Regions from separate parts of the Mus musculus genome. Here regions 1, 2, 3, 5 and 6 are each linked to region 4. Evidence: chromatin contacts called from public Hi-C and HiChIP or PLAC-seq data. All regions are on one chromosome and are shown on one strand. The core of a region is the stretch at or near the end of the contact, and the rest is flanking DNA. Distances in the headings are between cores, read along the strand shown.

Region 1 (4,208 bases), core at 622-3,121, 900 kb before region 4:
AGGAGGCAGCCATGGGTGTCCTGAAGTCGAACTTGAGTCTGACCAACCTTGTCTGAGGAGCCTGTTTCTTCTGCATGTACACAGAGGCCAAAGTGGTCGTATGCTGTGGTTGTGTGTGGTTTCATGTTCTAACACAGCATCCAACAGTAACAGTCACCTTGCAAAAAATACGTGTATTGTATTGGGTGGAGATTTATCAGATCAAGAAAGCCAATGATTGGCAAAAGATGTCACACATTTAAGGTTAGAGACCAGAAACCCTTTCCATTTGAATCATCTGAGCTCTGGGGGGAGGGGAGGGGCACAACTTAGTTACTATTTGCTAACTATTGAATGCAAGATATAATTTTCTAATTAAGAATATTTCAGAGGTAAAAGTATTGTTCTAAAACTGTTATCTTAGTGACTATTATGATTATTATGAGTGTTCAGTGGGTAAAATAGTTCAGTTATTTATGTAAAAATTTATAATGTTTAATCTATGTTCAACTTTTTTGTCTGTTGGATTAATTGCTTTTGATTGCCAATTATCATACCTGCAAAGTTTTAATAGACAAAGGTAAACTTCAGATTATGCCAGGTCATAATGAAAAAAAATCAGAATTTTAGTAAAACTCTAGTATTTAGTAATGTGTTAAGAATTATATATAAGGTTATATTTATGTTTTTGTGTATATACACGTACATATGTAACAACAAAAACAAAATAAATGAGGTTATCAATTTGAGACTGAATGGGTTAGAAAAGAAGAGTTTGAGAGATGTAAAGGAAGGAGGGAAGTGATATATTTTAATTAAAATATTTTTTGAAAGTTTATCGAGGGTCTGGAGAGATGGCTCAGCAGTTAAGAGCATTGACCCTTCACATAGCAGCTCAGACCCATCTGTAACTCCAGTTCCAGGCTTCTGACACTCTCACACAGACATAATGCAGTCAAAAAAGCAATAAACATAAAATTATGTTCAAAATCAGTTTATCTAAACAGACCAGGCTCCGGCTAAGTATAGAAATGTTAGTATTTAGGGCTGAGAGGTTTTCTATCTGGACTCCAATACCCTAACCCATCCCCTTTAAAAATAGTAAACATATCTTCTATAGCTTATAGCAGTCATTTGATCCTAACATTTGTGAAAAACCTGTTTTGCAACATTTTAATAATGGCTTATCAAGAAATTCTTTCTTATTTGCTAGAATGCATAAATTAAAAACCTGAAAACAAGCATGGTTGCCTTGCGGTAGGTTTTTTTTTTTTTTTTCAAACGAGCCAACAAAACGGAATATAATATATGATCTTTTCTGGTCTAGCCCAGGCTGAGTCATTTCCTGTTTCAATAACAAGGATGTCATCAGCTAAACTCCAAGCAGCACAGTTTGTCACTGTGTGTGGCTTTATTTGTACATGTTGCTAGAAGGTTCTTAAGGAGCGTACACTCATTATTTTAATACCAGAAAAGAACCTTCCAGTGAGCACCTTTGGCTCTGGTTGGTGCTTCTGTATTATTTATGCTATAGCTAATCTGAGTGGGGAAATGAATGTATGCCCAGCTACATACAGTCACACTCGATGACACCGTAATTCTGTCTTGGGAATTCATAATTTACTCAGGTCACCAAGGTAGTTCACTCCAGTGTGGAATGTTTACCCAAATGTTGAGCTCTGGGCTCCAGTGCCAGCGGATATCAGAACTGAGAATGGTAAGGTCCGGATGTTGCCTGGATTTGCTGGTGTGACCCACACAGCAGCCACACTCCTCTCTGATTTCTTTGTCTAAAGGTTCTAAGATTCTTTTCCTAGAATCACAAGAGGGAGTTTGCACTGTTTACATGGTCAGCGCTCAGCGCACAGTGTTCTCTGAGTTGGTCCCGCTGAGACCCGTCGCCATGCCGATTGTAAATGACTCATCTGCATGAGTCAGCGTCTTCAAGGCGAGATGGCTATCTATTGCCTTTGTGCTACTATTTTTCCCAATTGGTGTTGTCCAGCAGCTGCAGATTCCAAACTATGTGCCTGTTTCTAGAATCCAGGAAACGTTGTTCATGGTTCAGGCAACATCCCCGCAAAGGGTAGGAGGCACAGGATTTAGATTTCTCATCAGACCCCTTTAATGTCTTTCTCAATTGACTTGAGTACGTTTCTCAGTATCAGGGGAAGCATTTCAGGAATTTTCTAGGTCTTACCTGTGAGAAGCCATTCTGATGACTCACAGGGATGGGACATTCCCCCTAGATTAAGGATTAAAGCAAAACAAAAAGAATCCTATTAGAAGAGGGGATTTCCTGGTGAAAAGAGAACCCTAAACCAAAAGACACCCACTTTTGTCTGAGCTTAAAAATCGTATTGCTTGTCACACAGAGCAGAAGGATCTTAAGGATCACACTTTCAAACCCTCATAGAGAATTATATTATGACTCAATTTCCCCTCCAGTGTATCTTAAAAATTCATCAGAGTCTAACGATACAGGCCTCTTTTGGTTGCAATAATTAACATCATATTGGCATTCAGTATGACTCTAAGTTCTGCATAAGTGTCTAAGGCGGTGATAGACAGGGTGGAATTGCTAAGTAAATGTTTACTGTAGGTTATAAAATATGAATAAAATGGGCATGGCTGTTTTCCTGTTACTTGCAGCCCCGGGGTTACTTTCTGGGTGAGCAACATGTGACCACCTCTGAATCAGTTACAACTGTAACTGTAAGCCTCATGGACTGAGATCCTGTGGATCTGACTCCTCCATGAGTTGCTAGGCTTCCGTTTCATAAACACCGTTGAAGAATTAGTTGCTATGTAACTTCCAACACCCTTGGATTAGTCCCACATTCTCCTAGGGGAGGGTGATGCTCATATTGGGGAAAAAAAACTCTTTCTAAAAAGGTGGCCCATCTTCTGTCCATGGCCACAGACACAGATTATTCCCAGTCTCAAAGCTACTATTTGGGGATAGAGAAATAGTTTGATTTCAGTCCATTTAAATGGTGTGGTCCCTCATCAGCAGACAGAAGCAGTCCCATGAAGAATGGAAGAAATGCTAAGACTACCATGGATTACTTCCATTTACCAAGAGTTTACAGGCAGAGCTTCAACCAGGCTACTCATTTCCTGCTTTGCCTCCAACAGAACCGGTTCAATCCTGTACTTATCTCCACTTCGTCCTAGCCCTTCAGGCTCCCTCCTTGGTGGTCAGGGTTTTGCATTCAGAGAATTGACCTTTACCATACATCAATTGTTAACTGATAAGGAATTCAAAAGACTTCTTAAATCCTTAGCTTTCAGAGCTGTGCTGAGACCACTTTCAGTCTTAAGTCTCTTTACCCACAATAACCTAAATTCCAGTCAATATGTCTCCCTGCCAGCCTGGACCACAGCAAAGAGCTAACATAGCCTCTCCCTTGCCTCTAACTTGCTGTGTCTTCTTTGACTTCCATTTGCTGGTCTTCACTTAGCACCAGTTAAACTCTGTCTCTCTGAACTACTTTGCTGTCATTCTGGACTCAATGGTCTCTTTCTCCTTTGCTAATGATTCTGCTATTGGCTTGAAAATGATTTGTGATCTACAGTTTTAGTGGTGTGTCTTCTGTGTAGATGGTCAAAAGTGAGAGTTTCTCTCCTTCCCAGCACATTTAAATGCTTCTAACCACAGAAAGAACATTCCAGCTATGTTTCTATGGATAAGCAAGTCAGCTTCCTCTCCAAGCCTCAGTTTCCTTATGTGTACCACGAGAGTACAAAACCTACCTGACAAGAATTGTTGTGAAGGACAAGGGAGGGAACACGTAAAAAAGAGTAGGGCGCTTACATCCAGCAGCTCTTCTGGAGATACCAGGTTAAGATCATAGGAGAACTGGGCTCATTAGTTCTCCAAGAGAAGACAGCTATACACCAGGCGCTATTATTAGGATCTCTGATTTGGGGTTCTGAACTTGTACGTTTGACAGGGGCTTCATGTCCTCTGTGTCATTCAATAGTGACAAACGAAAAGAAAAGATTCTGGCAGATGATCAACAGCCTTTCCTGCTGCTGTGGTCATAAACCCCATGGCTATTTTAGGGCCAGTATTGTTCAAGCTGGATTTAGTTTTCCTTTGCTGTCTATTTTGGCGTTGAGTCGCTCTAAAAGGGCAGGCTCCACATGGTGTGTCAGGCCAGTGGCTCATCCACTGTCTTTGTCCAAGTTTACTCAGTGAAAGATACCACCACCAATGAGAAAAT
Region 2 (4,354 bases), core at 1,033-3,532, 680 kb before region 4:
GGAGCCCTGTGATCCATTCAATAGCTGACTGTGAGCATCTACTTCTGTGTTTACTAGGCCCCGGCATAGTCTGTTCTGATAAAGAAAAGCACCAAAGAAGGTGGATATGGGGATGGGGGGAAGATCACTCTCTCAGTGGCAAAGATGAAGGGGGATGTGCTGCATAACTCTGGGAGCAGGGACCAGGAGGGAAGCAACATTTGAAATGGAAATAAATAAAATAAATAATTAAAAAGAGAATATAGCCATAAAAGAACTCCTAACAACATTCTGCTATACTCATAGAGCACTGACTTGCTCAGTCATCATCAGAAAAGATTCTCTCTGCAATAGATTTGGACAAATACAGAGACCCACAACTAGACAATGTCCAGAGTGAGAGATCTCAGTACTCTCAGTGCTATGTGGGATGTCTCCATCAAATCTCACCCCTCAAGCCTCAGGGCACCTCAAAGAAGAGGTAGCAAGAGTGTTAGGGGACAGAGGACGCCATGGAAACGAGACCTTCTAAACACAGGCCAGCTTATAGAGACTGGCAGTATGCATGCATGAGGCATGCATGGGTCCTCAGCAGATTTGGTCACAGTGCTGAGAGACGTGGACACAAGCCCCATCCCTAGCCCAGAAGTTATCTCCAACTGATAACCAGGCACACATAGAAAAATAAATTCTATAAAAGAGTGTCACTAGGTATGAAAACTGTTCAGGGAAGACTCCATGCATAGCAGTGGCCGGCCAACACAAAACTAACTCAGTGGCAACTTGGGAGGTTCTGAAGTTCAATTTTTATTTTCACTGTACAGATGGGTACAGTGGCACTCTTCAAGGTAAGTAATTTACTTGTGTGGGGGGGAAACTAATAGGAAAGGCGCCATTTTCCTCCCACATCTGTTTTTATTTTTTTGTTTAACATTTTAAGAGTATAATATTATTACATTATTTACCTCTTCTTTTTATATGTCTCCACACCCTCACAGGCAACCCATTCTTATTCTCTTTCAATTTCATGTTTTTTAAATATAGTTGTTGTTACATATATATGGTTATATATTTCTAACTATGTAATACAAACACATAATGTTACTTGTAGGTGTGTCTTCAGGCTGACTTTGGTATTGGATAACTGCTTGGAGGGTTCTTGCCTGTGGAAGACTTCCTTCTGTTTCCTGGTTCCCTTAGTTTCCTGTAGTTCTTTATGTAGGGTTGAGTCCACATGAACTTTTCCCATACTGTGTTAGCGTATCTGTCATTGTTACCCTTTTTCAGGTCATGTTTAAGCAGCCTTTGTTGGTAGGATTTTGCAAGTGTGTAGCATCTGATGACAGTTTAACTGTGATGCTATTATAGTAGATAAATAGTTAAAACACCAAGTGTCTGAGACAGCTTTCAGGCCATGGCTATTGAAACATTCACCCACGAAGATGCTTTGATAAAATGGTTGGAGTAAAAGATTGCTGTGGAAGGCAATTTCACTCTATCTTTGTGAATAACAAGGTAGCGGTATGTAACAAAATTGTGAACGATAGTGTGTGTAAGTGCAAATGTGTGAACATGTGTGCACATGTGTATATCGTGTAATTTATTTTGGCTGCATCTGTATAATCCCTGCGTACAGTGCTATTTATAGACTTTTCAGCTGATTTATTTTCTAAAGCTGTCAGTTAAAAATAATGCTTCTTTTAGAATTGAGACACATACATTTCCAATTTAAATTTGTTCAATTACTAGAAGAATCTCTTGTTGGAGGCTGCTCTACAGTTGTCATCTTGATAAGAATAGAAACAAAAATAACAAAGAAGGAATGTTTTGGATATTTCTAAGTAAATCATATAATTATTGCTCAACTCTAATCTGAAAATACAGGGAACTTATCTAAAATATTTCCTCACAGATCAGTGAATGACACATTCTTCTGTCTATATCTGGACATGTATCACTGTGGGTGTGTCTGTGCATGTGTACATGAGTTGTCTATATCTGGACATGTATCACTGTGGGTGTGTCTGTGCATGTGTGCATGAGTCGCACTAGGTACATGTGCTCACGTATGCACATAGATGGAGTAGAGCTCAGAGATCAACACTGAAGGATTTTTTTCTCAGTCATTTTCCTCCTAATCATTTGATAAAGAGTCTGTCACAGATTTGAATTTCAGCAAGATAGGACAGTAAGCCCCAGAGATCCTCCTCTTTCTAGTGACCCAGCAGAGTTTATAGATGCACACAGAAGGACCTTCATTTTAAGAAAGGCTTGGGAAGTGAAACAGAACTCTATGTTTGTTCAGCAGTCACTCTATCAGCTGAGACATATCCCCAGCCCTTAAGTACATTTTTTCAAGATGACATTATCACACAATGAAGGCAAGCCCTGACTACCATCACCAACATACATTCACACTCATATCTCAAAATGTCCAAAATGAATATGCTGCTGTTTCTAGCAATGCAAGAGATAAATTAAGAATGAAAGCACACAGAACTACATTATTAAATCACTATTTTATTTGGATGAGAAAATGAAGGTCATGCAAGATGATCAAAGTCATATTGTTCTACATTCTGAGTGATGAATGAAAATCAAAACACATAACAAACACATTCATTATATATATATATATATATATATATATATATATATATATATATATAATAGAACATATAAAAATTTGAAAAGGAAAATCCCTAAGCCCATGAGATATAAACTGAATCAATCATAAGGATAAACAAGATCATATAAATTAATGATCGGCATGAATTCCCCTTCAAGTTATAGGATTTCACTGCATTAATGATTTTTGCAATTATAATTCTTCACAGCTGTTCAATGAACAAAAGAAACATATACAAACAGTAATGAAGCCAGAAAAGAGCTTTGCTCAGTGCATGGCAAAGGTGATCTTCAAAAGTCAACAATAAGAACAAATTATTTGTCTTGATCCTAAAGTAAGAGCTATAAATAGTGAATATGACTTTTTTTGTTTGTTTGTTTGATAGTTGAAGGAGCAAGTCTACAGGCAGTGAAAGGTAAGTGTTAAAATCCATTGTTTGTCAGGTAAGGCTAAGCCAGGTAAGAGTGAGTTTCTTACTCTATAGTAGTGACACTTATATGATCTGCAGCCAAAGTCTTGAGTGGTATGTATGCTTTGCTAAGGGCTTATTTAATTTCTATTAAAAAGGGAGGTGGTGCAATGGGGTCAACCCAATCTCATAGATCTTAGAAACTATAGTAAATTTAACTGATCTGTAACTCCAGTTCAGGCTTTCAGAAAAGCTAGAGATCAGCATCCAACCAAGAATCCAAGAAACCAGCAAGAGATTGGTAAATCAATTAAGACTGAGTTGGGTAGTTAAGGGGTTCTTGGTGGAGAAACTTAAGAACCTGTAAGATAATTGCCAGCCCAAAACTGATCTGCTAAGAGAAGTAACCCATTTCCCCTTTCTCTCTACTGAGGGGAGAAAGTCTACTGACTCTCTCATTTCCTCCCTCTCTCCCATCCCCAACCCATTTCTTTCTTTTGAAACAGACTCTTCTCATGTAGTCATAGCTAATCAGGTAAATACCATGCAACCCAGGTTTATCTCAAAGCTCATGATCTTTCTTCCCCAGCCGACTGAGGAGTAGGATCATGAACATTTACCACAATGCCTGGTTCACCTGGTAGATTCTACTACCTCCCAGGATTGCATTAAAAATATTTTTGAATATAATATTTCATTAAGTTTTAGATAATTTCATACACTGTATTCTGATCTTTTCTCTGCCCAGTAAGAAATTATTGTCATGATACTGTGCTACAAATTTATGTCAATGAAAATTATGCATGTATATTGTAAATTGGCCAAATATTATTTTTGTTTTTCTTATTTTTCAAAAATTTTAAAATATTTCTTCAAAATTCCTTAAAATAATCTCTACACTTTCAAGTTGTTGAGAGATGAAAACAGCACCATGCTCTTTATTACTTATATAAAGATTGTCAGGATATAGAAAAACAAACTAAACCAAAACAAGTCTTTGCAAGGAAATCTTGACCCAGATCTGAGGGGAAATTTGTAGTGATTCAAACAATAATCATTAACTCTTAACAACATGGTTGAAATTAGAAAGAATGTTTACCTTCGAGTACTTTGCAATATGCAAGCCAATATTTTCTTTTTGGTTTCTGTGTATACAAAATGATGTGTTTTCTTCTCTTTCTTGTAAAAATGCATTCTGGTGACTTCATATGATGTATTTTGATCATACTCAAACCTTCCCACATCTCCAAGATCTGCCTCCACTTTCTTATCCAGCCCACATTGTATCCTTAAAAGTAATCCAAAAACCAAAACCCAACCAACAAAACAAACCAGAT
Region 3 (3,931 bases), core at 965-3,464, 840 kb before region 4:
AGCTCTTGGCACATGAGAGATATCCAGTAAATCTCACATATTTTTACATATATTGTGACTCTTAATGGGATTTGCATTGTAGAAAGCTAAAGTTCTCTGAGAAGCATGGTCTTAATGGTTATTATATATATTTTTATTTCTCTGTGTGTGTGCACCTGTATGCTTGTGTGTGAGTATGCGTGTGTATGTGTGTGTGCATGTGCGTGCAGGTATACTTAATGTAGAGGTAGGAAGACAGCCTTGAATGTCAGTTCTCATCTTCTCCTCTACTGAGACTCCTTTTTCTTTGTTGCTCTATGTATCAGGCTTTCAAGGAATCTCCCTTCTCTACCTCCAACTTGGCCATAGGAGAACTGTGGTTACAGAAGACATGAGCTACCCACACCTGGCTTTACACGAGTTGAGGTAAGCCGCAGTCAGGCCCTCGCACTTGACGGTGTGGAAATGTGCTATTTATTGAGCCACTCCGTAGCCTCCTATTTTAAATGTAATTTTGGTGTAAAATAAGGTCTCATGTAGTTCAGGCTGGCTTTGAACTCCCCTTTCCAGAAGGAATGACCTTGAACTTCTGACATTTTTGCTTCCCCTGGAGAGGGATGGAATCCTTGGTGTTAAGGAATTTATGTATTGGTGGGATTTGAACTTGGGGCTTTATACATGCTAAACACACACTCTGCCAACTGAGCTATGTTTCTAGTTGATTAATAGTTATTTTAAAATTCAATAGTTATTGACAACTAACCAAAGCACCACAGCACTGTAAACTGGAAGGAAGCACAGTCTAGTAACATATTTGTCATTCCTATCATTTAGTCAGTGGGGCTAACACTGAATGGAGTAGCTCTGATTGATCCAGGGTGGACAGCTGCTCCAGAGCTGGTTCCCAGCTTCCTACCTTTCTAAACCATCATTTGAAAGTTACTTCAACTTTGAAATTGAGTTATAAAAATGAATAGCATAAGGTTGTGTTAGGAAAGCTTTAAAAATGACAAACAAGACAAAAAACCCTTAGATTAAAATAAAAATCTAAAATACACAACAGTGATTAATTTGAGACAATTGCTTGCCTCGATGTTAGAAGCATTCAGGAGCTGACAAAGAGGCATCAGCCCGGCTGTCAGCTCCCAGATGACTATCAGCTCCATCTCTGTGCACCCTTAACAACGGAGCTAAACACACACACACACACACACACACACACACACACACACACACACACACAAGAGGAAGAAGAGAGCATAAGATGCCAAGACTCGATCAGGTGGCCTGGAACTTGTATCTTCAACCGGTTGGCAAGGCTACAATCTAACGCCCTCTCCTTCCTTTCTGTTGCTTCCGTCAAACCACATTGTTGACATTATGCCACCGTCCCTTACCTTTTCAGATGAAACGAGATGACCCTTTGCACATTCATAAGTGCGCAGACCCTATCGTTATTATTGCCAAGGGTTAGGGTAAGAATTATGTTCGAGGGGGGTTTGTGTGTTTCTGTTTTACGTATTATGGTCTTCAGTAACTTTCTTCATTCACTCTACAATGCACAACACCATTTTCCTAGCAATAGCTTGGCCACATCAGAAGTTGAAAGGAAACTAAGAAATACTAATTACCTTTCAGTCAGACATGACATACTCAGGGAATCAAAGGCTCGAATCATTACAAGGCCACCTGCATTCCAAAAATGATTTCATACATTCACAACATAGGAAACCTCACTTAAGTTTTGGAGGTCATTGCCTCAACCACTTGGCCACTTGTCCCACCCAAAATTTATTTTAATAACCCAGTTCACAACTATGTAGTATACATTACACCTAGATTCTCAAAAGCCATTACTTTAGTCTCTCAATTTTTAATCAAATTAAGTGTATACTTTCTACAATATTTCCTACTTTACTAGTAGTGGGAAAGATATTTGGCTGATAAAATGTTATCAGACTAAAGTTGAGTGAAAACATTTCCAGTGAATATTCATATTAATATATCTAGTCTTTGTTTGGATCATCAATAAGAACACAGTAACTGACAGATGACTAAAGAATCAAGCCTTGAAATGTTAGATTAAAAGTCCTATCATGAGGATAAGAATATAGTGAAAAATCATTCTTTTACAAGAAAATATACTTTTCCTTGCTTGACAATCCCACACTCTATCTTTTTCTTAGAATGGAAGGCTAAGTTTACAAGGTTCCCCTTTCTGTAGCACTATTTACAACACTGTCTCTGTTTCCATAGATATGCAGAATGACTGTTTCCATAGCAACCGTCTGGGTTTCCTAAACAAATACTATCATAGCGTTAATCTCGTTTCAGTATTATTGTACTATGTTATTAGATACGAAATTCAAAAAAAAAAAAACTAATTTAAGCAGGGTTTGAAACTAGGTGGGTTGGTTTTTATCACTTGGTGCTTTCAATATTAAATTTCAATCTTATATTAAAATATATATACATATATATACATCCATTTGAAAAATAGCAGGGATTTTGCATAGTAAACATGATACCAATTTTATTCCCTGGTTATAAAACACTGTAATTTAATAAGAGGGTGCTCCAATCTGCGAGCAGTATCGGGGAGAGGATCACCCACCGTCTCCAGATGAAATGACTGCTTCTCAGTGCAGTTTGGAGGATTTCGCCTCCCCAAGTCTCCAAAGTCATTTGTAACAACCCCCGCAATAGCTCCCTTTGCGACTTTTGCATTTTAAGTCATTTCTGCCAGTTTTTGCCTTGTAGTTTGCCACCTCAGAGGCACAGCTGTGGAATAGACCTCAAGAAATCTTTCTGAATTCCTTGTTTGTCAGTTTACAACAAAAGAGGGAAGTTATTCTAGACCGTTTGAGGAGGATTTATCTCTATGAAGTTGCTTATCATTACCTCTGACTTCTGGAGAGAAATCATCTCAGATGCTTTTATAAAACAGACAGAGCTTTGCCCTCCAGTCTCTCTCAATGCCTGTCTGGTATAAGAGCTTTGTTTAATTGAACTGATAATATTTGGCTTTTACAGGTGAGGGTTAGCTCATCCAGAGAACGAAGATTGGCAATGTATGAATGAGAGGAAATGTTAATAGTTTAGTAGTGCTTTTTCTTAGAGGAGGAAGGGGCATATAGCTTTTTTATTTTCTTTCTTCTGAAAATGTTAAGAGCAGAGCTCTCAGCTTTGTGACCCATTTAACTTGTGGTTTCAGAAGTAGCACCAGCCTTCACTTCCCTTTTGAATATGTCTTCCTTTAAGAACGTAGTTAAACTGGCTTCCCTCCTAAGTTTAGTATTGAAAGGGACTGGCATACACACTTAACATATACATTTGCATGAGAAAAATATCTGCTTTAGGGTGAGGATCCAGTGACAGAGTAAATGGTCAAATTCATGACCACTTTGTGCAGAAGTCTGAGTTTGGAGTAGGTAGGAAAGGAGGGGACCTCAACTCTGCCATTTAGTAGATAACTCCTGACTTTGTTGAAAAGTCTCCAAGTTTCACTTTCCTGTTCTATGAAATAAGACAAATGCCAGCCCTTCTCCACATTGCTTGGGAAATTACTGATGTCATTTGACTAATAAACAGCATAACAATAGCTAAATTGAAGCTTTCTGTTACATTATTCTTAGAGAGCGGAGGGAGGGAGGGAATGATGGAAGGATGGGAGGGAGAGAGGGAGGGAGGGAGGGAGAGAGAGAGAGAGAGAGAGAGAGAGAGAGAGAGAGAGAGAGAGAAGGTGCCAGGCTTCCATCCTCACCATATAATCTAACCTGGCAATGATCAACCTTTATTCTGTAGAGTCATTATCCAGCGACCTTGCTGCAAGTTGGCTTTTGGCTCAGCATGTCTGGGTGCAGACCACATTTCTGCATGGCTGGTGGCAGTCTCTTAGAACACCCCAAAGTTGTTGGTTCACCAACCTCACTTTGAATGGTCAATACTACCA
Region 4 (4,338 bases), core at 415-2,914:
CAGCTTTACTAGGTCTTTGTATAGCTTTGAGGCCTGCTGGGCTTTTCACTATGAAGTTTGGCATGTTCCTTGGTGTCATGCTTGTTCAGCTCACTTTTAGGCAGTCATGTTGCTGAGACTTTCTGGGTATAGCTTCTGGTATTACTAAGAGACATAATTTTTAAGCTCAACTGGGAGCACGACTACTACTCTAATAAGCATTGAACATCCAGTTCTCTTTCCAATGATTTTAACTGTCATCATCTGATTGGATAGATAATTTAGGGAAAGCCATTCATTTGGTGTGCCTTTGTATAGTTTTTAAAGCAAAAATAGTTGGAGTCACATCTTTAAAGAATATCGAGAATTTATATCTAAGTGGCAGATGAGTGGAAACCATCTGGACTGCTGTATAAGCACTATAAGATGAAAAGGAAATATTAATATTGGTTTCTTCAAAGGTAAGTGATTTGATCTATGATGTAAAAGGCTTTTTAAGAAGTGGAAAAGATATTCACTCTTTGTTCTTTTGAAACAGAGCAAAGATAGCATTCCTTTTAAGCCTCAATTATTTATGTTCCTGAAATATATGGGAAGAATTATTGGGCAAAGGCTTCACGTTTCTAAAGCAGCTGATTTTGTAGCTGTCAATTGAGTTATGAATGACACCACTTAATATAGAACATGAATAGCAGAAATGGGAAGGAATAAATTTGTTACATTTGTACATGTTAGATAGTTTCCATTGTTAATCTGACCTAAAGTATCATATCCAAACTGTCAAAGCAACAACATTTATATTGAAGAGAGTAATATTAAATATTTTTATTTAGTGTTTAAAAATTATCAACATGTATAGAAAGAATTTTTTTTCATGCCTGTTCCCTAGGGTCTAGCTCCTCCTAGAACCCCCCAAATCTATCTCCCATATAGCTTCACATTTTGTCTAATTTTTAAACAATAACCTGATAAGTCTAATAAATGCTGCCCATATATTCATAGGGGTGGGACTACCTACTGGAGCACAGGAAACCTTTCAGAGGCCAAAGAAAAGTGTTCCTTCCTACCTCAACAGCCACAAACTGCAAAAATATCTGCAGTTCATTTAAGGCACACAATTATCTATTTTCGTTGGCTGTTGCAAAGTGAATAACATGTTCTTAATCGCGTTCTCACGCCCGGCCAGGAAAGACGCAACAAACCAAAATCTTCTGCGGCAAAACTTTATTGCTTACATCTTTGGGAGCCAGGAGGGCAAGCGCCCAGCGCCCAGCCCCAAAAACGAAAGCCCCCTTCTTACATCTTTAGGAGCCAGAGCTCCGGCGCGCGCGCTCTATTGTTTACATCTTTAGGCAGCGAGCGAGCGCAGGGCGCGCAGAGCCAGAGAGATGCCAGCGAGAGAGAATGGCGGAAAACCCCGTCCCCTTTTTTAGGAGCGTTATATTTCGCCTAGGACGCATCACTCCCTGATTGGCTGCAGCCCATGGCCGAGCTGACGTTCACGGGAAAGGTAGAGTACAAGTAGTCATAAAATACCCTTGGCACATGCGCAGATTATTTGTTTACCACTTAGAACACAGGATGTCAGCGCCATCTTGTGACGGCGAATGTGGGGGCGGCTCCCAACAACATGTGCATATTTAAATACTGGAAAGATAGTAAACTCTTCATGAGCAGAACCAAGCCACAGGCAACTTTGCTGAAGGTCTGTGGTGATCTTAACATGGAAATTAGCTTTGCAGTCTGGAAATGGGGGTGAAAATCTAATGGAATCCTCTATGAGCTGTTTCCCTCCAAATTTGCTTTCTTTGTGTCAATTACTCAAAATTGCTTCATGTGTTCAATAATGTCTTCAATTTTACTCTTTTACACCTCAGTGGTGGATGCTCCTAATGTTCATAAATATAAAGGTAAGCAGTAGCAACATGAATAAAAACATTTGACCCATTAGAAAATATTTCAAGATGTGAAGATGGCCAATGTGAGATCTGGTTCATCAGAATATGAATGTGGTAGCATGAGAATCCAGGAAGGCATGAAACCATATGACCACCATCAACCTGAATGATAGCAAGCCCAAGTGAGGCCAAAGATGGTACATGGCTCTCTAATACCCACTTCAGATATGACTGCCTAATTTTGATCTTTGTCTTTATGAAATGCTCTGAAACACAAGTTTGAATATCTTAGTACTATTTCATGAAATAACACCATGGGCTTAGTCTATTTTTCTTAACATTATTTTATTTTTTTGTCTTTTTATTAGACTTGTGCCAAATTATACTTTAGTGTTCCATAGTATCTTCATAAATCCAATCCTTAGGATTGTTCTAGGATGATTTTCTCTTTTACCAATATTTTTAGAAAATAGGTGATGAGTGTATCATTTTGGTCTCTTCTCATGAAATAAAATAATATTCAAATTTTAATAGTCTTTTGAAGTACGGGTCTATTTGATGGGAAAATGACTTAAAAGTATTATTTTCTATGTATTGATCATGGTTCGATTATTTTAAAAGTTAAAGATATAAGTGTTAGTATAAATGTATGCTTCCATTTCTCTGGGTTCAGTGCCTAGGAATAAAGCAGCAAGGCCATGTGACGGGTTCATAGTTAATGTCTAAGAAACCCTAGAATGGCTCACACAATGCACCTGACTTACCAAAAGAAGAGGAGTCCCTGTGCTCCTCATCCCCTGTGGTACTCTTGTAATCGGCAAAAAGCTTCATCTCATTCTCACTTCATTTCTTTTTCTATAATTCTTATATTAAGGAATCCTTAAGAATCCCATAAGTATTCCTTATATATTTGCTAGTCTTCCCATTTTGTTTTTTATTAACATGTTATCAATTTGGTCATGTTTCTGCTGTTTAAAATTATGTCACTTATTCCTAATAAGCTGTAAGCATTGTTTATATGTTCTAGTCATGAATTTATAGTTGGATATATATATGTTTTCTGTGAATTTTCTTTTACTCACTAGCCTATCTTTTCTTTGTCTTTTTCTTTTTTAAAGTGTTAGCTAGGAGTCATTGCCCAAACAAAGAACACAGAACATGAACAAATTACATCAAATTTTGGGGAATGCTTTGAATTTTTCCTTATTACCACTGTCATTTTTTTCTGCTAAAAATCTTCTAGTACCACTCCTAAAGGGACAGTGACGTTTAATTCTATCAGGATCTGTTAGAATGTGGAGTCTGCAGAATGGCCAACTCAGCAATTATTTTCACAGAGTTTTAGGATCACTTAAATGTACTGTAGCACATGCTTGAGTCTCAAAGGTTTAGTTTAAAAAAATTAGTAAAAATAATCCTAAACAGATATTTTTCCTAAATGTTCTAAAAAAATAGAAAAATGTATACTTGGTAATACCTTTAGAATTTACCACATATTACAATTGACTGTCATTTTTATGATAGATATATTGAAGATCCCCGATGCTCTGTGTTTGAAAGTGAAGATATTCACCATAACAACCCCGGATAGCAACACTTCACCATTCAAACATGTCCAGGCTCTGCACAGGCTAAAGAAAAAGTGAAGTTCCATCGTAAGTGAAATCTGTGGAGATCATTGGAACAAACAAAGGGCTGATTTCTGCCTTTAAAATGAAAGCCTTTGGAAGTCAAACATTGACTACATTAAATATAAATGATAGCAACTCATAGATAAATTACATATCTGTAAAATTAATAACTAAGTCTGCCATTTGGCAAACTCTACATTCCAAATACACTCGCTGAAGATCATTCTAAGGGCATAAAATAATAGGAAGGTGATTGAAGTATTTTGTGAGGGGAGCCTTCAGTTTCTATATGTTCTTTGGGCCCTCATGAGGCATCTGGAAATTAAAATTTCAAACAGAAAGCTATGAAAATGTATGATTTTAGGCAGCATTTACTAAATGAATATATGTTTAATATTAGTTACGATGATCTTACACAATAGCATCATATTTTAGAGATGTTGTGTTTTGTCTAGATCAAAGTGAAAATCATGCCAAGTATAGAATAGCTACATAATGTTGCTATATATTTATGTAAGAGTGTGTGAAAATAGATACTGCCATTAAAATAAATCCACTAAAACACAAAGCAAATATTTCAAGCACATTTTTTCTGCTATTTGCTTTCTTTTGCAAATGAGGAAGGACAGTTCACATTTACTATTTGGGCAATGACTTCCCTTTAATTACAACTGTGAAGAAGTTGTAGGTGGCAATACTAGAAGTTGCAATACTAGAAGAATAAAGAGGAAGCTACATTCAAGAAAGAACATGTAACTCACTGAAAATCATAGAGTGAGCAAGTACAGTGCACAGGTGTGAAAATGAATGTTGCATCCAACTATATCATG
Region 5 (4,078 bases), core at 960-3,459, 570 kb before region 4:
CTAGTAAGAGGTCATGTCTCAAAAATCAAAGCAAGTACATTTAACAGTGTAAATGGATAGCACATAAAGACAAAGCCATGCTCTGGTTTCCATGCACACATAACAGGAGGGAAGAGAGGAGGGCTGAGGAGGAAGAGGGAGGGGGCAAAGAAGGGAGAGAGGGAGGACAAAAAAGAGAAAGAGAAAGAGAAGAGTCCAATAATTCTATTCATCCAAAGCAATTCTTTCTAAATCCAAGTATGCTTTCAGAAATTGAGAATCCTGGAACAGCATCTACTTTACAAGTAAAACCTCTTTGTATGCACGAATGGAAACAAGCAGCCATTTCACTCTGCCAGCATCATTTAGTTGTCATTTAGTGGACAGATTTTCTCACAAATGAACAATGACAAAGAGGAAAGCTTGCCCTCTAGTACTTTGAGATTACTTAATTATAATGCGATAATTTCATTGAGTAAAGAATAAATTGGATTAAGAATAAGAAAATAGTTACTGGGGAAACTGAATGTAACACCATATTTATTTTAGCATTTTCCCCTTAACACAAAATGGCACAGTGGCAAAATTTGACTGCAAAACTGAAAGATGGGGCCTTTTGTCATTATAGATTTGTCTAGACACTGAAATAGCTGCTCCACTACCCTTAGGTTCTGTAGGACCTATGTCATTCATCCAATAGAAAAACACAATATCGAAATGAAATATTATCTCAGTCATACACTTTATGTAGTTATAAGATTGTTCCTTTTTCTTTCATTTTGCTAATATTATTTTAATAGTATTCTCTCCCTATGTTACAAATATTCATTTTGAAGGTGCCCTATGAATAGTTGCAATATGAAGAAAATAAAAATTTTCTAGGGGATCAGATTATCTGCACTGCAGCCTTAGGTCCTTCATGACTTGAGTGTGTCTTGCAAAGTCATGACAAGTGTCAGTTTTAAAGACTCAATTTCATCAGGTGGGCATGAAAAACACTCTCTCCAAACCCTTGTCTCACTAGTTTCCAGTTTCAGTAACTTTTCTGAAAGCCTGGTCAGTTACATGAGGGTCAATCAGAAGGAAAATTGAACATTTTCTTTTTTATGTAAACTGAGTAAAATTTCTAGAAAGCCTGAATTCTTCATTAATGCCAGTGTTTTAAGTCATCTTTTTGTTCTTACAATTTTAAGGGCCTTGAGTAGAAATTTCATATGATTAAGCATTGTAAACCATTTAGTTATGTAAATATCTCTAAAATCCACACACTTCACTTCTGTATTCAAGCTTGTTCTATAACATCTTGCTGGGGTTTACACTAATTGTCATTGTAACTTTACAGAGAAGCAAAATTGCTAAATGCAAAAGTGGTCTGTTATTTCCTTTTTTTTATTACGTGTTTTCCTCAATTACATTTCCAATGCTATCCCAAAAGTCCCCCACACCCTCCCCCCCCAACTCCCCTACCCACCCATTCCCATTTTTTGGCCCTGGCGTTCCCCTGTACTGGGGCATATAAAGTTTGCCTATCCAATGGGCATCTCTTTCCAGTGATGGCTGACTAGGCCATCTTTTGATACATATGTTATTTCCTTAATCTGACCTACTATAAATCTTATAATAAATATCAAAAGTATTTAAGAGATATTTAATGCAAATCAATACAAATTTTAAGTAGTTTTTAAATAAACAGGTGGATGGATTCTTTTATTTCATGGCTTCTGATAAGTGAACTTAGGTAAGATTTTCAGTATTTGCTTATGCTGTTTCTGTATATCTGATATTTCCTAGGAAACAGTAACACCTGGGAGATGGACATAATTATATGAATTTCACCTATGACAATAACTGTACATAACATCTTTGTAAATATGCATATCCTTTTCCGTAAAGGACAAAGAATACATTTTCCCAAGCGAACTAGTGTTTTGGCTAACAATTCAAATGAAAGCCAGATCCTTTTGATTGGGCCACATTTCTCAAGTCAACTTCTTCTGTGAAATCAGCTCAGATTTTATGTGCTAAAAATGACATAACATGTACTCAATGAAAGATGTAGTAATTGACTGAAAGATAGGAGAGAACAGTAAGAAAATTACAATTTGGTAAAATAAAGTTTCCTATTACTATATAAACATTAGGTTTTACACTAAAGAAAAGCTGTATTTAGTAAGTCTATTACATAGCCATGTGGATTTGAGTCATTTCCTTTCCATTAAAGCAACCTAAACCATAACTTCCTCTCCTGGTGTATATTTTGCACCCACCAGCAGATTTCAGATCTCATTGCTACATGTCTTTGTTCCTCAAAAAGAAGAAGAAGAAAAAGTAGAAGGAGGGGGAGGAGGGAAAGGAGGACAAGGGGGAGGAGGAGAAGGAGGGGAGAATAAAAAAGAAAGGAAAAAGAAATGAGAGGAAGGAAGGAAGGAAGGAAGGAAGGAAGGAAGGAAGGAAGAGAAGAGAAGAGAAGAGATCTCAGGGTGTGTTTTTACTTTCAGAGGTAGAGGCATCCAAACTAATTCTAAGAATGAAACAAACTGAAAAGCAAGCAACCAAGGTCAGTCTGAAAGATTTCACTTTCAGAAATGGAATAATATCAAGGCTAAGCTCTATGGGTACCTTTAAAAAAGAGGTTAGAAAAAAAAAAAGGACTGTATTTAGCAAGGTGAAATGACTTGCATTTAATTGGGGATAACACACACACACACACACAGTCATGTTGAGATTTCTTTGTTCCAATTTCATTATGACACAAGATAATCTTGTATAATCTTTAAGAATATAGGTTACTTTGTAAGTGAAAGAAAACAGAAAAAGAGAACAAGAAAAGAAAACTATTATCATTGCTTTAAGTTCTAGACTCTTTTTCAGTCTTAACATGATTTCTTTTGTACAAATACTTATCACATTTTCTAATTCATTCCTTCACCTCCTGGCCTGGGAAAGAATGTGCTGGTAAGGTTCACAAAGCACACTATGATACCAGCTCTTGTAGGATCCTTTCATTTCCAAAGAATAGGAGGAAACTGAGTGAAGATTGGAAATATCAGATGGAGAAGGCCATAGTTTGAATTACCAGGTTTCAAGCAAAGCAAGAACAAACAATGTCTAGGGAGACAGCATCAGTAAGCTCAGGGTAGAATCCACCACATAGGGGGACTTGTGGAGTTCAGAACAATGCTTTACAATGAAAGAAGCAACTCTTAAATAAAGACAGAGTTCTGGGTGATCCTTGGTATACTAGAAACGTGCATTTTCTTCTTCTTCTTCTTCTTCTTCTTCTTCTTCTTCTTCTTCTTCTTCTTCTTCTTCTTCTTCTTCTTCTTCTTCTTCTTCCTCTTCTTCTTCTTCTTTCTTCTTCTTTCTTCTTCTTTCTTCTTCTTTCTTCTTTCTTCTTTCTTCTTTCTTCTTCTTTCTTCTTCTTCTTCTTTCTTCCCCTTCCCCTTTCCCCCTCGCCCCCCCTCCTCCTCCTCCTCCTCCTTCTTCTTCGACGTTGGGTGGAAAAATTTGATGATAGGAAAATGTCATAGGAGAAGACTGAAGAGAGAATACACAGAGGAACAAGACAAAGGTATAGGCTACAAGCGATTGCAAAAATGAAGGCTAAGGTGATAGCTGGTGTGTAAAGTAGGTCCATACTTGATCACAGTGGTATAAAGAGTATGTTTAATTTTTAGTAGTAAAAGAGATAAAGTATAATGAGATAAGAGAAAATGCAAACTTCCTGGAACATTTGGACATTTGAGATGAAGTGAGGACTCCAAATTAACAGACGAACTGATCTAACCTAGCTACAGAGGGAACTGATTAACAAAGACAGAGAAGAACCAATAGTGCACAGCTTGAGACAGTGGAGGAGAGGCAATGATGTGTGGAAGTTCTTGTGAGCTTCCTCCAATTTCCTCATTGTAGCACAGTACACTGGCTAGGGATGTGAATAGGGACCAAAAAGATGATGAAGATTTGTGTAGAGAAGAGAAGGTGAATGATGGATGTCTAGATCACAGTTTATAAAACTGTAGGTATCAAGCCCATGGGGTGTTCATGTACCTAAGTGTGGATCTTGCAAAATTTTGGCAACAGCAAATGGTTTCTTATT
Region 6 (4,010 bases), core at 1,361-3,860, 720 kb before region 4:
TGTTAAGTAGTTGAATTCAACAAAGTTGCCGTGGAATTAATCTTTTTCTCTTCATTTTGGTGATTGAAGTCCACCAGAAGTTATTTTTAGTAATAAACTTTTAAACATGTGGTAACATTTTGAACAGTCCATTAAGAGCTCGTCTCTTAAGTACTTACCACCTTTAATTACTTAATATGCTTTTTGCTTTGAATTATTTTGATACGAGCTTAGATTTAGGTTTCACCTCTGTAGACAGTCTATTTCTCAAGCTTGTACTACAGTGGAAGAATAACAGTCAGTGACCCAGTATTAGGTTTTATTTGTTCACTTGAATAGAGAACTTTTTTTTCCCTTATGAAGGTAACTGATGAGACTCAGTGGGATAATATGAGAGAAACTGAAAAGAGAGGCCAAACTTTGGATTTCCCATTTCTAACGATGGTTTTTGTGTGCCCAGGCATTAAGTCTTGTCAATGGTTAGAAGGTAGGTTGCTTTTAGGAAAACAAGTGTCTCTCTCAGGAGGAGGTATTTTTAGTTCTTTAAGTGGGTAACATTGCCAGCACAAAAGGAAGTTAAATTGTCTAACTCTTAGTTGGCTTTATTACTACTTTAGTCACTCTGTAGCTCATGTATCTTTTGTTGCCTGACCCAGCAATCTCTTTCCTTGTTTCGTATGTCCTTGCTTTTCCACTAAGGGATGGCAGCTTGGTCTTTAATATGGAACTAAGAAATTAGCTACAAACTTTGCATGATCACTGACAGTTTTATAAGCTCCCAAAAAAACACCATTAGGTTGCCCTTGGCTTGACAATGTGTGTCAGATCTTAGGTAGGGTTAAAAGGTTCAAGTGAATTTTATGTCTTCTCATTATTTTGTTAGGGCAAGGATAATATTTTTAGCACTTTCTCTAATGATCAAATAAATGTGACATTTTTATGCATAGAGTTTCTTACCACTGACTTGGTTTGAAATAACTTTTAAGCTTAAGGATTTTGTTACTGTCTTTCTGGATTCCTCATCCCACAAAGACTGTCTGAGGCTTGAAGAAGAATATAAATGATAAGTTGGAGATTACATAAAGAGATTTTGTAAATAAACAGTATTAGACCATGGCTGTGACATAAAATATTTTAAGTCTTTTTTAAAAAACAAAAACACAAAACAAAACAACAACAACAAAACCCCCAAAAACATGGCTCTTGGTTTTAGCACTTTCCACTCATGTAACAGCAAAATTAGGTAGTCAATTTTTGTTTGTTTGTTTGATTTTTCAAGACAGGGTTTCTCTGTGTAGCCCTGGCTGTCCTGGAACTCACTCTACAGACCAGGCTGGCCTTGAACTCAGAAATCTGCCTGCCTCTAACCCCCACCCCCCAAGTGCTGGGATTAAAGGCATGTACCACCACTGCCTGGCTGATAGTCAGTATTTTAATCATGAAAATTTTTGGAGGTGACCAATTGAAACATAAGTAGGTGTATTGAGTTGTGAATTCTGCACTGTCTGCCATACTCTTGGGAAGGGCCTAATACTTGTGACAACTATTCTTGATTGTCCTTTGTCCTCCAGCTACCCTAGGAGCTGTGCCTTCCTCTACCATTCAATTTTCTATATTCCTTTCCCGGGCATTGCTCTCCTCCCTTCTCTTGGGGAAGTAGCTGTGAGTAAAGCCTTTTTCTCTTTTGTCTACTGCAGGAAATCCATCTCAGAGCTTTAAACATGGCAGATAAATACTTGACCATCAAGCTTAGTCATCAGCCCTTGAGAACATCTTAGTATTCGCCCCGGGAACTTTCCACAGACTAGGCACAAATGTGAAGTAAAACTGTGTTTTCTTTGATTTGGGATTTTAGATCAGGGGTCATTTTAATAAGTGCTTGTTTTGTTTTGGATTTGATTGACCATCATACATATACACTGCAGGTCATGGCTATATAAAAGTACCCTAACCTCTCAAATATAATTTGCTGTCTGGAAATATAATAAAATTAACATAAATTAAGAACTTAGAATTTCATGGAGAAAATAAGCCTGGACAAGTAACATGATAAAACTCTAGACTCTATGTCCATGCCTCTGGATTCTAAAAAAATTATTTAAGCAAGATAATTTCAGCCAGGTCAAGGCAATTCTTCAAAGAAAATGGAAATGATCTCTATGCTAACACCTGTATCATAACTTTTTTATAGTTGTAATACAGCGAGTCCATTACTGCTTTTTTATTTTTTAAATATTAATTCAAAATTTTTTCTTGCTTTGTGACTAGCCTTTTCCCATCTAGGTTTGTTGCATAGGTTTGTTGACAAGAGCACACTTTGACATTTAGGGAGAGAGGTTTGCCTTTAAAGTGGAAAAGTTAAGGTTGACTACTCTTCTAAAATGATAAAATTGCTCTTTCAAATAGGACTTTTTGCCACAGACTTGCTTTTAATTTAACATAGTACCAAAGCTTAGTCTTCGTGGAGTTCAGATTATACTAAGAAAATGTACAATTTGTGGTAAACAGAACCACTTCCTCTGGAGAGCTAATGTAAATCATGAATTAGGCAGCAACTTGCTACTCCAACCTGTCTGAGGTCCTCTGAGTCCACAGGACTGAGAGCCTGAGTTCCATTTCAGTGACTCATTGTAGATCAGAAGGGGAAATTCCAAAGAAACACTAGAAGAATTTTTTTCACTGATAATAAGTGAGGTATCCCAAAGGTTCACTAAGACCATTTTCAAGAAGAACAACAACACATGAGAAAAGAGAAATAGAATCAAAGAAAAGTCCAACCTGTGAAGAGAATTAATGTTTGTTTTCCTCAGGCTGACCTTCAAGATCCCCTTGCTTTTTAGAGAAAAAGGAAAAAGAAATTAGAAAAATTCTGCGAGGGGAAAAAAAAAAACTAATAAAGCAGCCTTATAATTGTCCTCTGCTCATCAAACTGATTGCAGCCTGGGGTTGCTGATGTGTATTTGATGTGTGTAGTTTTCTGAAAACCAAGGAAATCCTGTTCTAGTAAGAAATTACCAGTAGCTGCAATTCTCAGAAGTTAAACAGCATTGCCGAAATAACTCTGCACCACCTTACTGAAGACCTAGTTAGGTATTTTCAACCACATTAATAGTGTTTATCATCACATTCTTAAGTTCTAGAGCTATGGTCAATATTTTAAGGGTCTGTTTAGAACTATTTGTTTGCACATATTTCTTCATAATCATACCAGTTAATAATATACAGTTAAATTACTCCTGATGCCAGTGGGGCAACTAAAAAGGTGAGGAAATAATTTTATGTTAAATAAGACATAAAAGCATCTCAAGACCGAGTTATTCTACATGATCCTAGTTAGCTCTTTTTCTTTTGACAGTGACAGTAGCAGCAATTAAAGGAGTCAGAGGGTGGCTCTTCCGTTTCATCGTAAAATTAATTAAATTTTATCTTTTTATTTAGTAATAAATGTCATAAACAGGCTTTTTAAAATCTGAAAATAGTTCACTGTGTCTCTTCTATATTTTCATTTCACATTGATACTAGGAGGCACAACAAACTAATAACTAGGTATTCAACACAATTGGGATGGAGATTATTATTAGACCTTGATTAATGTTTTGCTAATAAGCTAAGTTTATTTCTCATGTAACAAGCCCTTCTAAAAAGTGAGCCAACTTTGAAAAACGTCTCTTACTGATTCTCTGAGTACCACCTACTTCTGAATATGAAAGGACTTAAGATTATCCTTATCTTCTGTACTCCAGGTTTTCTGTTCCTAGGATACCCTCAGTTTGTGTTTATTGATTCTATTTCCATTTCGAGTTCTTGAACAGTTTTATTTATTTATTTCCTTCATCTGCTCAATTGTGGTTTCCTGTATTTCTTTAAGGAGTTTATTTGTTTTCTCTTTAAAGGCCTTTAACTATTTGGTTGTATTTTTCTGTATTTCTTTAAGGGATTTATTCATTTCACCTTTAAAAGTGTCTATCATCTCTATAAGATTGAATTTAGGGTCATTTTCTTCTGTTTTGGTTGTGTTGGGATATCCAAGG

Evidence for each region. HiChIP or PLAC-seq counts read pairs in DNA pulled down with a chosen protein or histone mark. A called contact is a pair of places that touch in the nucleus more often than the background predicts.
Region 1: a contact with region 4 is called in a Hi-C map of Th1 cells, with 7 times the contacts expected there. The contact joins two enhancer-like sites. A contact is called at or near these places in 10 of 39 promoter capture datasets (the 3T3-L1 cell line, 3T3-L1-derived adipocytes, cranial neural crest and 5 more), 15 of 484 Hi-C or Micro-C datasets (the BV-2 cell line, MC3T3-E1-derived osteoblasts, Th1 cells and 8 more) and 5 of 115 datasets of contacts at active chromatin or transcription factors (embryonic limb bud, fibro-adipogenic progenitors, forebrain and 2 more).
Region 2: an H3K4me3 HiChIP or PLAC-seq map of bone marrow-derived macrophages shows a contact between it and region 4, with 4 times the contacts expected there. The contact joins two enhancer-like sites. A contact is called at or near these places in 1 of 15 datasets of contacts at CTCF or cohesin (the NIH/3T3 cell line), 1 of 484 Hi-C or Micro-C datasets (bone marrow-derived macrophages) and 1 of 115 datasets of contacts at active chromatin or transcription factors (bone marrow-derived macrophages).
Region 3: a Hi-C map of bone marrow-derived macrophages shows a contact between it and region 4, with 14 read pairs. The contact joins two enhancer-like sites. A contact is called at or near these places in 2 of 484 Hi-C or Micro-C datasets (both in bone marrow-derived macrophages) and 3 of 115 datasets of contacts at active chromatin or transcription factors (CD8 T cells, bone marrow-derived dendritic cells and embryonic fibroblasts).
Region 5: a contact with region 4 is called in a CTCF HiChIP or PLAC-seq map of CD8 T cells, with 5 read pairs. The contact joins two enhancer-like sites.
Region 6: a contact with region 4 is called in a BATF HiChIP or PLAC-seq map of CD8 T cells, with 7 read pairs. The contact joins two enhancer-like sites. A contact is called at or near these places in 1 of 484 Hi-C or Micro-C datasets (uterus) and 1 of 115 datasets of contacts at active chromatin or transcription factors (CD8 T cells).

Annotation. Positions count from the first base shown.
Region 1 is chr13:5,842,969-5,847,176 of GRCm38.p6, reverse strand. No RefSeq gene overlaps it. Among named protein-coding and RNA genes, the nearest start is that of 1700016G22Rik, 13 kb to the left of the region's middle. Within about 2 kb of position 1,871, at least 292 of the 459 cell types and tissues checked have an H3K27ac peak or open chromatin away from gene starts, as enhancers often do. A contact at or near this core is called in Th1 cells and thymic regulatory T cells, where this site is marked.
Region 2 is chr13:5,622,054-5,626,407 of GRCm38.p6, reverse strand. No RefSeq gene overlaps it. Among named protein-coding and RNA genes, the nearest start is that of Gm40661, 71 kb to the right of the region's middle. Within about 2 kb of position 2,282, at least 8 of the 459 cell types and tissues checked have an H3K27ac peak or open chromatin away from gene starts, as enhancers often do. A contact at or near this core is called in bone marrow-derived macrophages, where this site is marked.
Region 3 is chr13:5,777,909-5,781,839 of GRCm38.p6, reverse strand. No RefSeq gene overlaps it. Among named protein-coding and RNA genes, the nearest start is that of Gm35413, 23 kb to the left of the region's middle. Within about 2 kb of position 2,214, at least 87 of the 459 cell types and tissues checked have an H3K27ac peak or open chromatin away from gene starts, as enhancers often do. A contact at or near this core is called in CD8 T cells and bone marrow-derived macrophages, where this site is marked.
Region 4 is chr13:4,939,922-4,944,259 of GRCm38.p6, reverse strand. No RefSeq gene overlaps it. Among named protein-coding and RNA genes, the nearest start is that of Gm40658, 220 kb to the right of the region's middle. Within about 2 kb of position 1,664, at least 29 of the 459 cell types and tissues checked have an H3K27ac peak or open chromatin away from gene starts, as enhancers often do. A contact at or near this core is called in CD8 T cells, Th1 cells, bone marrow-derived macrophages and 1 more, where this site is marked.
Region 5 is chr13:5,510,127-5,514,204 of GRCm38.p6, reverse strand. No RefSeq gene overlaps it. Among named protein-coding and RNA genes, the nearest start is that of Gm40661, 41 kb to the left of the region's middle. Within about 2 kb of position 2,209, at least 44 of the 459 cell types and tissues checked have an H3K27ac peak or open chromatin away from gene starts, as enhancers often do. A contact at or near this core is called in CD8 T cells, where this site is marked.
Region 6 is chr13:5,665,376-5,669,385 of GRCm38.p6, reverse strand. No RefSeq gene overlaps it. Among named protein-coding and RNA genes, the nearest start is that of Gm35330, 57 kb to the left of the region's middle. Within about 2 kb of position 2,610, at least 40 of the 459 cell types and tissues checked have an H3K27ac peak or open chromatin away from gene starts, as enhancers often do. A contact at or near this core is called in CD8 T cells, where this site is marked.